2 separate regions of the Sus scrofa genome follow, and region 1 is linked to region 2. A link is a contact called in public Hi-C data. All regions are on one chromosome and are shown on one strand. The core of a region is the stretch at or near the end of the contact, and the rest is flanking DNA. Distances in the headings are between cores, read along the strand shown.

Region 1 (7,256 bases), core at 121-2,620, 75 kb before region 2:
TATGCCGCGGGTACAGCCCTATAAAGCAAAAAAAAAAAAAAAAAAATCCAGTACAGTCTCATTCTGGATTTTTTTTTAATTTTTGAGTCAAAAACATTGTTTTATGAAGACAAATTATGAGGGGAGGGTGTACATAAAAAAATGGATTATTAACATGTTAAAAAGAATTGAAACACTTCAATGACTTGAGCTTAAGAAGGCTTATGTTTGCAAAGTTAATTTGATGAATATTTACAGTATGAAAACAATAAATACACATTATTTGACAACTACTGTAATTCATATTAACATTTGTGCAAAAAACATGTAGGGTAGTAGTGTTCTAGTACATTAATCCTGTATTAGCCCTACAGAATTCAAAAACACCTCTATATAAAGACTTCTGTGTCAATGTTGTTAAGCTCACAGGGTTTAACCTCAGGTCAAATTGGGTGTCAGTGAATATAATTTCATATTCCACCTCCCTCATTTTGTTTTTCCACTTGGGGAGATTTCCCTTGAGCTACTTCATGTATCCGTACCACATGCACACATTTTTTCCTGAAGTTTCCTGCTGTCCTGAGAGGTAGTAGGGTGAAGGTCTGGCCAAACCGCCTGGGTGCCTCTCCCTGCTCTGCCACCTCCCAGTCGGCTTGCTCATCGGTGAGACACAGCTAAGGTGCCTTCCTTCCAGGGCTGAAGGAAAGGCCGAGATAGAGAAGCACGGGGCCTGAAACAATCCACATCAAAGAGTAATAGCTGCACTAAGCTATCATCGTTATATCAGATACTATAATTAGAATTAAAACCAAGAAGTCAAGTGTCAAGGGCGAAGCCGGTCAAAACCATCACGTCTGGACTGTTGAGAATCTCAGGCTTCATTTGTTGACCTATTTGAGCTCCCAGGACCCCGACGTCACAACCAGCAGGTAAACTTATTGAGCCGCTGCTGTGTCACTGAAATCAGCCCCTTCACACGAATAACCATTTCGTTTTCCTTATTTTCTCCCATTTGAGCCCAAAAGCCGCGGAAGAAAAGCTCAGGAATGTGACCTGGGCGGGAACATTGTAGAAAAGGAATGACTTCAACCCAATTTGCCTGCTTAACGGTTTTACCCAAGGTTGTCCCGGCAACCGCAACGACTGCGGCATTTACTGTAGAGGCTCTGGGATCTCTTCCCTTCAACAATGCCGCTCACGAAACCAAAGGGCAAATTTCTAGTCAAAGCCCCGGTTCTCAGTGGGCAGCCGAGACCCCATCACCCCGGTCGCCTACGCAGGAGAGCGACGCGCTGCCAACAACCCAACACGTTTAAATAAGGCGCCGTCTTCTCATTGGCCGGAGTTTCTGCTCGCTGATTGGTCCCTCGCGGAGGTGGGCGGTTCCGGGCGCGCCCATTGGTGGAGGAGGGAAGTTTAAACGAAGAGAAGACCGAGTTGTTTTTTCTCTAGAGTTGTGAGTGTGTGGGGCTGTTTTCTTCAGCAGTCGAGGACACAGAACGAGAGAGGGGTGTATCCGCTCCAGGAGACGGAGTGAGAGTTCCTGCAGGGCCGCCCGGAGAAGCCCCGAGGCCGCCATGGCGACCCGGCGTCGGGGGCGCGGCTGCTGGGAGCGGAGTCCTCCAGAGAGGAGGCCGCCTGCCGGGCCTCCGGGTCCCCGGGCCGAGGAGGAGGCAGCATCCCCGCCGGTCCTGTCCCTCAGCCACTTCTGCAGGTCGCCCTTCCTCTGCTTCGGGGACGTGCGCCTGGGAGCATCGCGCACACTGCCCCTGGCCCTGGACAACCCCAACGAGGAGACCGCCGACGTGAGGCTGTCCCGCGTCCCGGCCGCCGAGCAAGGCTTCAGCATCTGGCCCAGCGCCTTCGTGTTGCAGGTAGGGTGGGCTACGGGGGTGGGGGGAGACGGGATCGGAACTCACGGAGGGGACCTGAGACCTGGAAAATAAAGCCAGTTCCTTTCCTCTGACGTTGGGCGAACGAACCTCTTTTCTCCAGGGCGGAGGCGGCTGCGGTGGGCTGTCACCCTGGCGGTGAAGCGCGTCCTGAGAAGCACTTGGGTGGTCCTGTGTTTCGTAGAAGGGCTTTTCATAGACTCGGGCCTTGAGAAAACTTAAGGGCTATCCATCCACGCATCTATCCCTCTATATTTAAGATTGCCAAGAGTACGTTGGTTAGAGCAGGGTTTTTTTTGTAATTGCTTTCCGTCAGTCATTCGCATTTTTTTTTTAGGGCCGCAGGTGCAGCACATGGAGGTTCCCAGGCTGGGGTGGAATTGGAGCTGCAGCTGCCGGCCTAGCCACAGATTTAGCAACTCAGGATCCCAGCTGTGTCTGCGACCTAGACCACAGCTCACGGCAATGCTGGATCCTTAACACACTTAGCGGGCCAGGGATCCAACCCGCATCCTCATGGATACTAGTGGGTTCCTTACCGCTGAGCCCCGAGGGGAACTCTTCGGTCATCTTAAAAAACGCATTTTAGTTTCCACAGGGAAACCGACTGCATATAGAGTCAGGGTAACTACTTATTCTGGTGAGGGAGTGAGATTTGTTTTGGCTAAATGTCTATAGCAACAAAACCAAAACACTTCCTCAGGGTTGTTTTCAACAAGAGTGCACACTTGAGCGTTTTAATATTTTTCCCCCATTTGCTGTAGTATGGTTCTAATGATGTTTCAAATTTAATTTTACAAATGTTTTGTTGAGACCTTCCTGGGTAGCTTTTCTACATTGCATTGGCCAGAGTAATGCTCCCATTCCAGAGAATTTATATTCTTCTTTTGACTGCTGTGGTCTTTCCATTGATTAGAACCTCTGAAAGTGTGAAAAGAAACAACAAATCAGCTGAGGGGATCTCACTCTTTGTCTAAACAACTGCTTCCCAAGGCAGTGAGAGGTCCATTGACTTGGTCCATAAGCACTGGTTCAGCTACACTTGTTTGTAAATGTTCCCTTTTCTTTTCATGGAAAGATATAAACTTTGTTCTATCTACATAATACATTTGCTTGTTATTTTTTGTTTGTGGGACTGAAATTCTTTGGGTTTTGGCTTTTTTAGAACTACTTCCATGTTTATAAAGTAAAAGTTTACTGATCTTAGTTTTTAAAAACTTCTTTTGTTAACTATTGATTTCCCTCGGCTTCAGGTTTGAATGTGCAGACGCCACTCAACCACCAAACCACTAAGATAATACATACACACATAATGTTTACCTTTTTACAGGTTCTTTTAAACTCTGTTTCCTTATTTAATCCTTACAAGAACTCCTGGAGTCATCATCCACATTTGCTGATAAGGTGACATGGTCAAAGGGTTTTGGTCAAAGGGTTTGTGTCGAATGGATCAGGCCTAGGCTGCTAAGTTCACTCTTCTGAGTCTTCTGTGTCTCTGTTTTCTCATCTCTAAGTTGGAAGTAGTGTCAGCTACACCTGTGCATGGTGCGCAACTGAGAGGAATCTTCAAGCAAGGATCTTACTCTGTATCGTGGATAAATGTCCTCTTCCTAATTTTTAATGAGGGCATAAAACATTTACGGATGGTTTTATTCCTGCAGTTGACAGAGCTGGGGTTCCCACCCAGTTTTTATCATTTTAAACCCCAGGGCCTGTCCCTCATATTGATTTATAGGCATGAGGCATGATTCTTCCCTAAAGACATTTGTTAGGAGGATGAGGGGAAAATTCTAAGAACAAGGAGGAGCGCCATCAAGGAGGATGCAATGTTTTGAGGAGACCAGCAGTTCTCAAACTTAAGAGTGCATCAAAATCACCTGGAGGACTCATTAAAGCACCCCACCCCCAGTACTTATGATTCCAGGGATCTAGGCTGGGGCTATAATTTGCATTTCTAAGAAGTTCCCAGGTGATGCTCATGCTACTAGTCCAGGTGATCTCAGGGAAACAGCAGTGAGTGATGGCTCCGAGAGAGAGCTCAATTTTCTGCTCAGGAATTAAACGTTGGCAGCCTGCATGAAAACCAGGAATCCTAGCCGCTCGATTAGCTAGAGGCTAAAAGTAGAATTGCCCTGATTGTTGCCTCCTGTTGAAAGCAAGAATGTTTTCAACATTCAAGGAGGCAAAGGAGGCCAAGACTTTAAAACCAGGTATAAAGTTTATTGTCAGAGTCACAGTCCAATGTGTGGGAGCGCACGCAGAAAAGTAGTTTATTTAAGTCAGAAGCAAAGAAGTAATACACACCCTAAAGAGGAGTGCAAGTACGGGCGTCCCCAAGTGAGGAGAGTACCAGAGAGGGGATTTAACTCACTTATATAGTTCTTCCAGGTCTTTGTTTTCCTTTGGCCATTTACCTTGTTTTATTTCTCGTACCTGACCGGACCCAGGGCCCTCCCCAATAGGCGTGTGCATCTTTTGGCAAAGATGGTTCCAGAGCAAAGGATGCTGGGATGGTATCAGGACTTATTAGGGCCCTCTCCCTTTTGACCCCTGGGAGTCTTTCTGCACATGTGTAATTGGGAAGGGCTCCTTGACCCCAGGAGTGATTGACGTGGGCATCTTTCTACTCGAGCAGAGCTTAGCTCCTGCAATTAACTTTCTCCTTGACGTGTCAAAGAGAAGCAAGGCCCAGTTTACTCAGCCTGACAAGTCCCAGCTCTTCTCAGCCCAGGGGCCCATCTACCTCAATCTCACAGGAACCACATTTTGAAGCCCACTGTAGTAAATAAATAAATAAATATTAGAATAGCCCTTATCTGAAACACAACCCACACCCTCAGGTGAATTAGCAGGTTGCAATAAGCAGAATTTGTCTGAGATGCTTGAAACCACTTGCATCAAATTTGTCTGGACTTCTCGTTAAATAAGGAAGATGTCTTCTCACCACTCCAGAGGTACTAATTTCTGGGGGGGAAATACAGAAACTGCACTTTAAACAAGGTTTTATGCATGCAGAGGACATCTCAAGAACCATGAGCTAAAGCGTTACACTTGTCAAAGAATGAGAGAGACTCACAATTAGTATAAAAATAAGCCTACCCCCCCCCAAAAAGTCTGCAATACAAATATCTAGACCTTAAAAGGAATGAAGGCCAGGAGACTGTCTTTGAGGACACACACACACACACTTATTGGGGTCTATCCAAGGGAAAAAAATTTCCTTAGGGCTGCAGGTGCTGCATATGGAAGTTCCAGGCTAGGGGTAAAATCAGAGCTGCAGCTGCCAGCCTGCACCACAGCCACATCAGATCCGAGCCATGTCTGTGACCTACACCACAGCTCATGGTAACTCAGGATCCTTAACCCACTGAGCAAGGCCAGGGATCAAATCCACATCCTCATGGATACTTAGTTTGGTTTGTTTCTGCCAAGCCACAATGGGAACTCCCTCAAGGAAAATTTTTAAAATGATCTTTTAGGTTTCTTTTTTTTTTTTTTTGGCCACACCCATGGCATGCGGAAGTTCCAGGCCAGGGCTGGAACACATGACACCAAGCAACCTGAGCTGCTGCAGTGACAACACAGGATCGTTAACCTGCTGCACCACCAAGGGAACTCCTGGGCGTTTTTACTTTTTACAAACACCTCAAATGATCTCTGTAGCCAGGCATAACATGAGGGTGCTTTCACTTTAAGAAAATAAGTGATTTTGATTTTTTTTTTTTTTTTCGTCTTTAGGGCTGCACCTGCCACATATGGAGGTTCCCAGGCTAGGGGCTGAATCAGAGCTGCAGCTGCTGGTCTACACCACAGCAACACAGGATGCCAGCTGCAGCTACAACCTATGCTGCAGCTCAGGGCAATGCTGGATCCTTAACCCACTGAGCAAGCCAAGGGATCAAATCCACAACCTCAGGGATACTAGTCTGATTCGTTTATGCTGAGCCATGACAGGAACTCCCCGATTTGGATGCTATTTTGATCTGAGTGAAAGACTTTGAGAACTGACTTGCGAGGCAGCCCCAAACCTCACTCACCTCCTACTTCTTCACTGCCATGTTTCTGGAACGGTGCGTTCATTGCACTTATGACCACAAGGTGGCGCCCCAGATCTAATAATAATACAGCTTCCGTCGCCCTGGCTACAATGATCATTTTCTGATTTGTCACTAATGAAAGAGTGAGTCACCTTTCTATAAACAGAGACCACAGAATCTTAGAACTAAATGGAAGTATGAAAGTTTATCTTATTCAGCTTTTAAAATTTTTCTCCAAAAGGAGATGTGCAATACACATTTTTACCTGTTACCTTGACTTCCTAGTGTCTCTTAGAATCTAGATAAAATAGTATCACTCTTATCTCAGACACATGGCCATGCTTCTGTTCAAACAGTTAACAGTGGTGCATCTCCAAGAATGTCATGACTAAAAAATGACAGCATATAACATCTTTCCTCTCATTTCTGTTTGAGTTGATAGAGGTTAAGAGCAAGGGAGGGAATGCGTAGGGAAACCAATTTCCAAAGGGTAAGAAGCAAAATGCTTTGTGTTTTATCTGAGTTTTTACACCTGAGAGTATTTGTCTCCATGGAAGTTGAAGTTAGCCCTGCCGTCTAAGCAGGTGTGTTATAAACCCCTTTGGGTGTCTCTCAGAACTGATGCCCTCACTGCCTCAGCCTGTGGTTGTTACAGAGGAAGGAAGGGCTTCCTGGTGGGAAGGTGGTTGGAGGAGGAGGCAGCATCGAGAAGAAAGAGAGGGTGAACACTCTGAGCATCTTTTCCCAATGTGCTCTCCTCCTGGGTTAGGGGATGACGCTTTCAATTAAGGATGAAAAGACCAGAACTGCATTTTGCTATGCCTTAAAACAGGCAAACAACAACATAAACATGTGCAGCCACAGTTGTTTCTAGGTTTAAATCTGCTAAAGAGATGATGTATATACAATAGTCTCTACTTCTCTCTCCCTCCTCCATCGCAGGTCATTTGCGCTCTCGCTAATTCTAAACAGCGGTGGTCCGGCATCTGTTTCTGGGATAGCACTAGGCAACTTCCGTTTCAGGGCTGTGTGCAGGCGGGCATCTTCTGCCGAGACACTCCTCCCTTAGCTCTGTCTGTTCAGCTCATTCTTAAACTTTCTCTTCCCTTAAGTACTACAATCTCTCATCACTCAGTTAAGAGACCATTGAATCTCAAACTCTTTTTTTTTTTTTTTCATTGATATCAAATCTTGGAACTTGTGTTTTTATATTTATCTTTTTACTTAAACGTTCTCATTTCTTTTATTGGGAAGAATATCGTGCCCATGAGGCCAGAGACCACGCCTAGTTTTTCATTCACTGACTCATTTGTCACTTGGATGTTTAATGTGCCCCCACTCTGTGTTA
Region 2 (7,356 bases), core at 1,020-3,519:
TACGCCACATTCATGCATTTACAAGTGCACCTCATCAACCTTATGGGCAGGTGGTTACAAGTGTATACGGCAGAAATTTGGATTTTCAAACGGAAAACCCAGCTTCTAATACAGTGTGGATGCTTCTTAGGGAAGCCAAATACTCCTGTTAACTAATGGAAGACAATAGAGACACTTGGGGTATCAAGGTGTAGTTTAAAAAGAAACCCAGGAAACGTAAAATAATTCATTAATAACTGTTAAAAAAAAAAATCCCCTTGATGCATAAGGTTCATATTTTGTAAACCTGTAGACAAGTATTCTGTTCCTTAAAAAAGATTTCCTATTACCAGGAAAGCAGACTATTCAACACCAAGAGCAATCCAGGAGGCCTCCTCCAGAGTTGTGACAATATGGCTAAATCCTAGGATTACACGAGCGAGACCTGCGGAGACAATGAGTTCCAGACAGGGACTTTTATGGATGACCTTGGCTGACAAATGTTTTGGAAACTGTTTATTTTAGAGTTACCTTCCCAACAAACCACGAAACACTTGGATGTTATTTTACGGCTTTTCATTGAAAACATACTACATTGTAAATGGTGCTTCAGATTTCAGAGTTAAGACAAAGAACTGATCGAACTCTAAGGACAATATAAAGTCAGGACAATATTAAAAATGGGTAAGAAAATGTTTCATTTGGAGAGCTTAACCTAAAGGATGCATAACCATGTCATGGTGGACGGATAAAAAAAGGGCAGTGACCTTGTGCTTTTATTCAACTCAGGTACTTACCAAAGCCTTAGGTTTTATACAGGCGGCACACTGCCACCTGGAAAGCGACAGTACTCTAGATGACACCTAAGTTGATCTTAAATTACTGAAGCCCAAGGCAACAGTTGCTTCAAAGAACTTAACGGTCAAATCGTGACTACCTAATTTAGTACATTAAAATAAAACTAGGACAGTAATAGCTGAATGTTTCAAAAATACACAACTGGGGAAAAGAATCACTGGACACAATTTGGAGGTTGTTAAAGTGACCACGTAGAAGGTTGAACAGTGCAAGACATGCTTTTCCAGTTACAAGCTCACAACAGGAGTGCAAACGAAATTAAAGCTTTTGTTTAGAGTTGCGGGATGAGGAAAGCTTGAACGTCATATTAAAAAGCTTCCCTCAGGTCACCTCCCCCCACCCAGAAATGAAATGATCAAAATGCTTTTTCATAGTACGATTTTCTTCAGCAGACTTTCTTTCAATGGCAAAACTGCATCCCACAAGTTGGGTTCCTTCCTCGCACCACAGGGCATGACTGTTAGATCAATGAGCACGCACAGTGGTGAGCAAGGAACAGAACTTGGTACCAAGAGGTCTGACGCCAATGGAAAGAATTTGGGGTTCTGCCTCAGCCAGTGCCCCTGAACCCTACAGAGGGCAGATAACGCGATGGGCTTGAGGACTCTCACATTCCCGTAAAAGTGGAGGACAAATGGACTAACACATACCGCCCCCCCGCCCCCGAGGCAAAGCTGTCGTGGTGCAAGATGTTAAGCCTTAAACTAAGACGCTGCTCTAGAGAGTGGAGCAGGAGGGAGGTTCAAGACGATACCAGTGCAAGAGCTTTTCAAGCGAGCTGACTAGGCAGTGCATGCAGCCGTCCATGCAAACGTAGGACATGGCCCCCAAGAGAACTGAAAACATGGATCTAACAACTGGATAAGTCCCTTGCCAGTAGTTTATAAAAATATAGTCAATACTGTAGAGGCCCCTTCTACAGTCAATACTATGGAGTCCATTTTAGTTACCCATTACTTCAATACCAAAAAGCATTTACTACTTTTCAGACATTCCAGACAAAGGTCACTTATAACAAAAAGTCAACTTTAAAAAAAAAAAAACAAAAAAACCAAGATACTGTCCATTTAAAAAGTAGGTCTTTTCTTTCAAGTGAACAGGACATTTTCTGTATTAAACTTAACTTCTAGTCTGTCAAGACTGGTTTAAGATCCTTATGTAATGTGCATATATGCAGAGACAAATAAACTTACTTTAAACATCTGCACAGAAAAAAGTTAACGTCTTGAAACATGATAGAACAGGTGTGGTTAGTACAAATCTATTGCAAAGTAAAAAGGTTCTGTGCATCAGTCCAACCAGGAGAAGCGGGAGAAGACTGTCCCAACCGCGAGAGTTCAAGTTTAAGGTGTGTTCTGAAAGCCTAGAAGCCGAAGGGACACCGTGCTGCTCACGGCATCCTGATATGCGGAACTGCTCAAGCCACAAAGCCGGGGCTTCCTCTGGAGCGAGGTTTACTTCCTATTCCGGAGGCGTTTCGATTTCCTAAGAGAGTCTATGGCTTCAGCGGCCTTTTTTCGTTTCCGAGGAGACTCTTCATTCTGCCCAGACCCTGAGGAGCTTCCCACCGCACTTTCCATTACTTCTCGTAGTTTGCGTTCCAGCTCTGCCAACCGTGCGTTCTGCTCACCTATGATCTGGGTCTGCTCTAGCAGTTTCTGGTCCTGGTCTTGAAGCTGTTTCTGTTGTTCTTGCACTTTGGTGCGAAGCTCAGAAATTTCACGCCTGAGAACAGTCACCCCAGCACCGTTTGTCTTAACCTGCTGCTGGAGCTTGGTAACCTCCTGTCTTGAAGGGTTTTGCTTGGAGAAGAGCTGCATTGTTGTCAGGGCTGCAGAAGGTCCTGGAACTGCGGGAACAGAGTTTACAACACAGTCAGTCACTTCAACTGTCTCATCACCAGGAACACTTCATTAATTAATCTTATTCAAAAATGGAATATCCCTATTAATATTACTTCTGACGATTTCTTCTTTGCCATCTACTTGGTCTAATGGACTAACAGACACTGTAACTATAAATGAATTTGCATTCTGAGTCTCATGTCCATGTGGCAATATGTGGATTGCCAGCACATGGGGAAAGGCATTTAGTGGCATAAAACTTGTGTTTAAAATATTACAAACCATTCTGAGTACCTAGTAAAGTGCAGTGGTAAAATCAGAGTAGAATTATTTTCTTCCTTATTGCACACAAACATGAACATCTGAGATAGAAGCACAGGCCTAGCACGTTCTTAAGTCCTCCCTGTGGTTAATTATATGCAAGGCTTCGACATTAGCCCGACAACAGAGACACCATCAAAAAGTGAGTTACATCATACACAATGATCATGAAGAATTTCTGACATTGTGTAGAAAGGCTTTGGAGATACTCTGTTTTAGGAATAGCAGAATGTAACATGGGCATAAAAATCACTATTTGAAACTAATAACCTACTTTTAAAAAAGCCTCATCTCCTGAAGCTTTTTAGGACCAGATGAATCCATCCATACCCTAAAAGGCACCTAATTTTCCCCTCGCACATTTAAATAATCAGAATATTGTCCTTGACTGATGCATTCTTGTTTCCCTCTCTGCCTATCTTTATCCAACAAGGCTCAGATCAGTTTTTACCTCTTGTGAGGTCTCAATCAGACCAGCTAACAACAATCCTCAAGATTCTGTCTCTGCCACTCATGCGGCACTTAAGTGGACATTGCTTTAAACTACTCCTCTTGCCTCCAACCATCTGAGGCTGGATATGTCCTACTTTACGAAATAAGATTCTTGCGAGCAGACACCATGAGCTGCACTTCTTTTTAGTCTCTGTATTATGCTGTGTGCATAACAGGTACTCAATAAAAGACATGCTGTAGGCTTTCTTATTAAATTATGGAGAGCCATTCAGTAGCCCCACTAAGTACTCCAGGAGCTAACTAATCTGAACAAAACAAAATGTTTCATTACAAATGTGCTTCCTGATTTAAAATGTTTACAGGGGTTGAAGATGTTGAACAATTCTTTCAGTAGATAAGGGCACAAATCTAGGATTCAACAGTGTTCAAAACAGCCTTATGCATCTGTAGCAGCCAGATGCTGCAGGGGCTGAAATAATTCATTGGTTATTTCAATGAGAATTTTTTCAATGCTGTTTTAGGATAATGAACACTAGTCAGAAACACCAAAAACATAGACATATATATAGGCTTTCATCCAGCAACTCTGCTTTAATAGTTTTTTTCTAAGCTAACAGTTGGGGATGTGTACAAACACGCAGCCACAAGACTGTTCTGCAGAGTGTAGTTCAAATACAGAAAACCTGGAGACAAATGAGCTTAACAGCAGCGGATCAGTGACTTAAGCTATGGTCTGTAATCCAATCTGTCATTAAAAATGAGGCTGCAGATAGATAGTTACAGACCCAGCAAAGTTCAAGGTATACAGTTAAGGGGGGGGCAAGTTACAAATCTGTGTATGAACATAATTACAAACTGAACATATCACACACAAGAGGTACCTGGAGGAGAGCCCATGAGTCTTCCAGACACATCTGATCCTGGTAATTTCCTCTTCAGAATTGGAACAATCTTTTCATCAAAGTACTCCATTGCCATGGAGGAAATATCCCTTAACTCTTGAAGCACTTCATGAGCTCGCTGAGGGGCTCTGGTAGAATTGACATATCTCAACACACGATAAATCTCATCAATCACCTAAAATAATGAGCTCTCGTTAGCACTTTCAATTTTTTTTTTTTTTTTTTTTTAAAGAAAACAGCTAAGCAGGGAGGGAGGTGACTGCGAAAGCCTACAAGGTGATGTCCCTGATATACTGAGCACGGGTCACGTTTCCACCTGGAACCCATGGCACTGGGACTGTTATAATACTTTACACGTTTCATATGTACATTTATTAAGCATCTTTTCTGTACTATACTGGGGCTAAGGAATCAGGATGATTAAAATATAGCTCCTGGAGTTCCTGTCGTGGCGCAGTGGTTAACGAATCTGACTAGGAACCATGAGGTTGCGGGTTCGATCCCTGGCCTTGCTCAGTGGGTTAACGATCCGGTGTTGCCGTGAGCTGTGGTGTAGGTTGCAGACGCGGCTCGGATCCCGCATTGCTGTGGCTCTGGCGTAGGCCAGTGGCTACAGCTCCAATTCGACCCCTAGCCTGGGAACCTCCATATGCCGCTGGAGCGGCCCAAGAAATGGCAAAAAGACAAAAATAGAAAAAATAAATAAATAAATAATATATAGGAGTTCCCGTCGTGGCGCAGTGGTTAACGAATCCGACTAGGAACCATGAGGTTGCGGGTTGGATCCCTGCCCTTGCTCAGTGGGTTAACGATCCAGCGTTGCCGTGAGCTGTGGTGTAGGTTGCAGACGCGGCTCGGATCCTGCGTTGCTGTGGCTCTGGTGTAGGCCGGTGGCTACAGCTCCGATTGGACCCCTAGCCTGGGAATCTCCATATGCCGCGGGAGCGGCCCAAGACCAAGAAATAGCAAAAAGACCAAAAAATAAATAAATAATATATAGCTCCTGCTCTGAAGGAAATCACAGTGTAATCAGGGAAAGATACCTGTAAAGAAGTGATACAAGTGGGACATACAAATTGCTGAAGAAACTAGAAGACTAAACTGAGAGGTTCAATCTTGGTTGCAGGCAAGCAGGAGCTGAGGTGGGGCACTGCCCAAACCCATGTTCCACTAACCCTCCAAGCCTACTTCACCCTAGCCTGAATCTGTTTCCCAAAGCCCCACGGACTCGGCCTGACTCCCTTCTCTTCCACGCTGCCATTATCTGCTTATCCTTGAAGCCGTTTCTCCCGGTCTCCTCAGATCCTGCTTTCCTGCTATCACCAAAGGGCAGCAAATGATCCCTTTTCATTTTAATAATAATTGCAATGGGGAAACCCAAGGCATACATACATGGAGAGAAACATGTAATCTTGCAGAGGAGCACCAGGGCAAATTACAGTCCTTGACACTTTCTAGACTCTTGGGTCAATGAGCTCATCCACGTCAGTCTAGCTCCATGTGTGCCTAACACATATCAGCAAAATGAAACCGTCAGAATATGTCTATTGTGAATCAAAGAGGACTTCACAGAGGCCACGTTAGTGGCCTGGAGAGATGACTACTAATTGCCTTGGGCTGAGGTGGTGTATTACAGGCACATGCACTAAAAGAAGACATTTTTTAGTTTTGAGTAACATGGGACATGCAGGTGACACGAGCCAGGCAGGCCTATCTGGAGATACAGGTTAGGAGAGCAGGAGAGAAACTGCAGATGATGGAGAGGCCTCAGGAGCCAGTGGCATGAGGGACTGGCCCTGCTAAGGGAGAAGACAGAGAGCAAGAGTCAAAGGCCGAATCCTGAGGCACCAGGGGCTAAGTGACATGTGTATTTTTGGCATCACTACTAGATTATAAACTCCTTCCAGAAGAAAATGGTATTTTGTTCAATAATAACTTACTGAACATGTAAGGAAATATACACATTCAAAAAAAAAGTGAAACAACTTTCTCTTGGGCTTATAATTTAATTCTGTGACCACAGCCTCACCCATAAGCATTTACTGAATTCATACTACAGATGTGTCACTTTTCAAAGCACCGGGATAAAAACAGTGAACACAGGTGACAAGATTCTTATTCTCACGAAGCTGAAGCAAACAAATAATAATTCAAAATAGTGCCAAGTGGAAAAAAAGAGGTAAATTGATAACTCCTATGGGGGAAGAGGTAATCAGGAAAGGCTTCTTTGACATATTTAAGGCAAAATGGAAGGGTGAGGAGGAGTCAGTGACGGGAGGATCTGGGGAGAAACGCAGTTAAGCAGGAATAACAACAGCAATGGCTTCAAGGTCAGAGGCAGCCTGGCTTGGTCAGGAGTTCAAGGGTTCGAAATACGCAATCCGCATCACCAAACAGTCAAAGTTTATGGAAGCTATTAGATGCTTGAAGCTGTGAAAAAAGTTACCTAATTATAAAATGGTTAATAAAAATTAAAAATATAAGCTAAAGTGGTAATACAGCATCTTTTTAAAAGATTCTTCGTCGTGACTAGATTCTCAGTGCCAAGGTTAGGATATTAACTGATCCACAGTAGTACTGACGTTTTCCCATGTGTCATACATAAGAAAAGCACCGTAATACTCTAGTATTACTTTGCATCGGCCTCGAGGCTGGTAGATGGCATCATAGTTACAAAGTAACCATCAGCTCTTTGAATTTTTAAATCAAGCCCCCTCCTTTTTTACATATTATGATCCTTTTTCTGGGATGTTCTCCCTGCATTATCTCCCCAACCCCAAATTTCTAGCTCATCCCTGAGGTCTCAGGAACCCCTCCTCAGAGTAAGCAGTCTTTTCTGAACCATTTTCTTTTTTTTTTTTTTTTTGGCTTTTTGCCATTTCTTGGGCCGCTCCCAAGGCAGATGGAGTTTCCCAGGCTAGGGGTCTAATCGGAGCTGTAGCTGCCAGCCTACGCCGGAGCCACAGCAACGCGGGATCCGAGCCGCGTCTGCAACCTAC

The links. A called contact is a pair of places that touch in the nucleus more often than the background predicts.
Region 1: a Hi-C map of alveolar macrophages shows a contact between it and region 2, with 2.7 times the contacts expected there. The contact joins the promoter of ASPM here to the enhancer-like site in region 2. A contact is called at or near these places in 5 of 5 promoter capture datasets (fetal liver, fetal skeletal muscle, liver and 1 more) and 20 of 47 Hi-C or Micro-C datasets (alveolar macrophages, blood, brain and 12 more).

The regions. Positions count from the first base shown.
Region 1 is chr10:20,033,794-20,041,049 of Sscrofa11.1, reverse strand. ASPM (abnormal spindle-like microcephaly-associated protein) reads left to right here and starts at 1,370. Exons shown (of 25, transcript XM_021064478.1): 1 at 1,370-1,853. The coding sequence starts at 1,557.
Region 2 is chr10:19,959,699-19,967,054 of Sscrofa11.1, reverse strand. FBXO28 (F-box only protein 28) reads right to left here. Exons shown (of 6, transcript XM_003130584.6): 5 at 4,337-4,532; 6 at 1-2,686. The coding sequence ends at 2,292. Among named protein-coding and RNA genes, the nearest start is that of FBXO28, 27 kb to the right of the region's middle. Within about 2 kb of position 2,269, at least 2 of the 83 cell types and tissues checked have an H3K27ac peak or open chromatin away from gene starts, as enhancers often do. A contact at or near this core is called in alveolar macrophages, where this site is marked.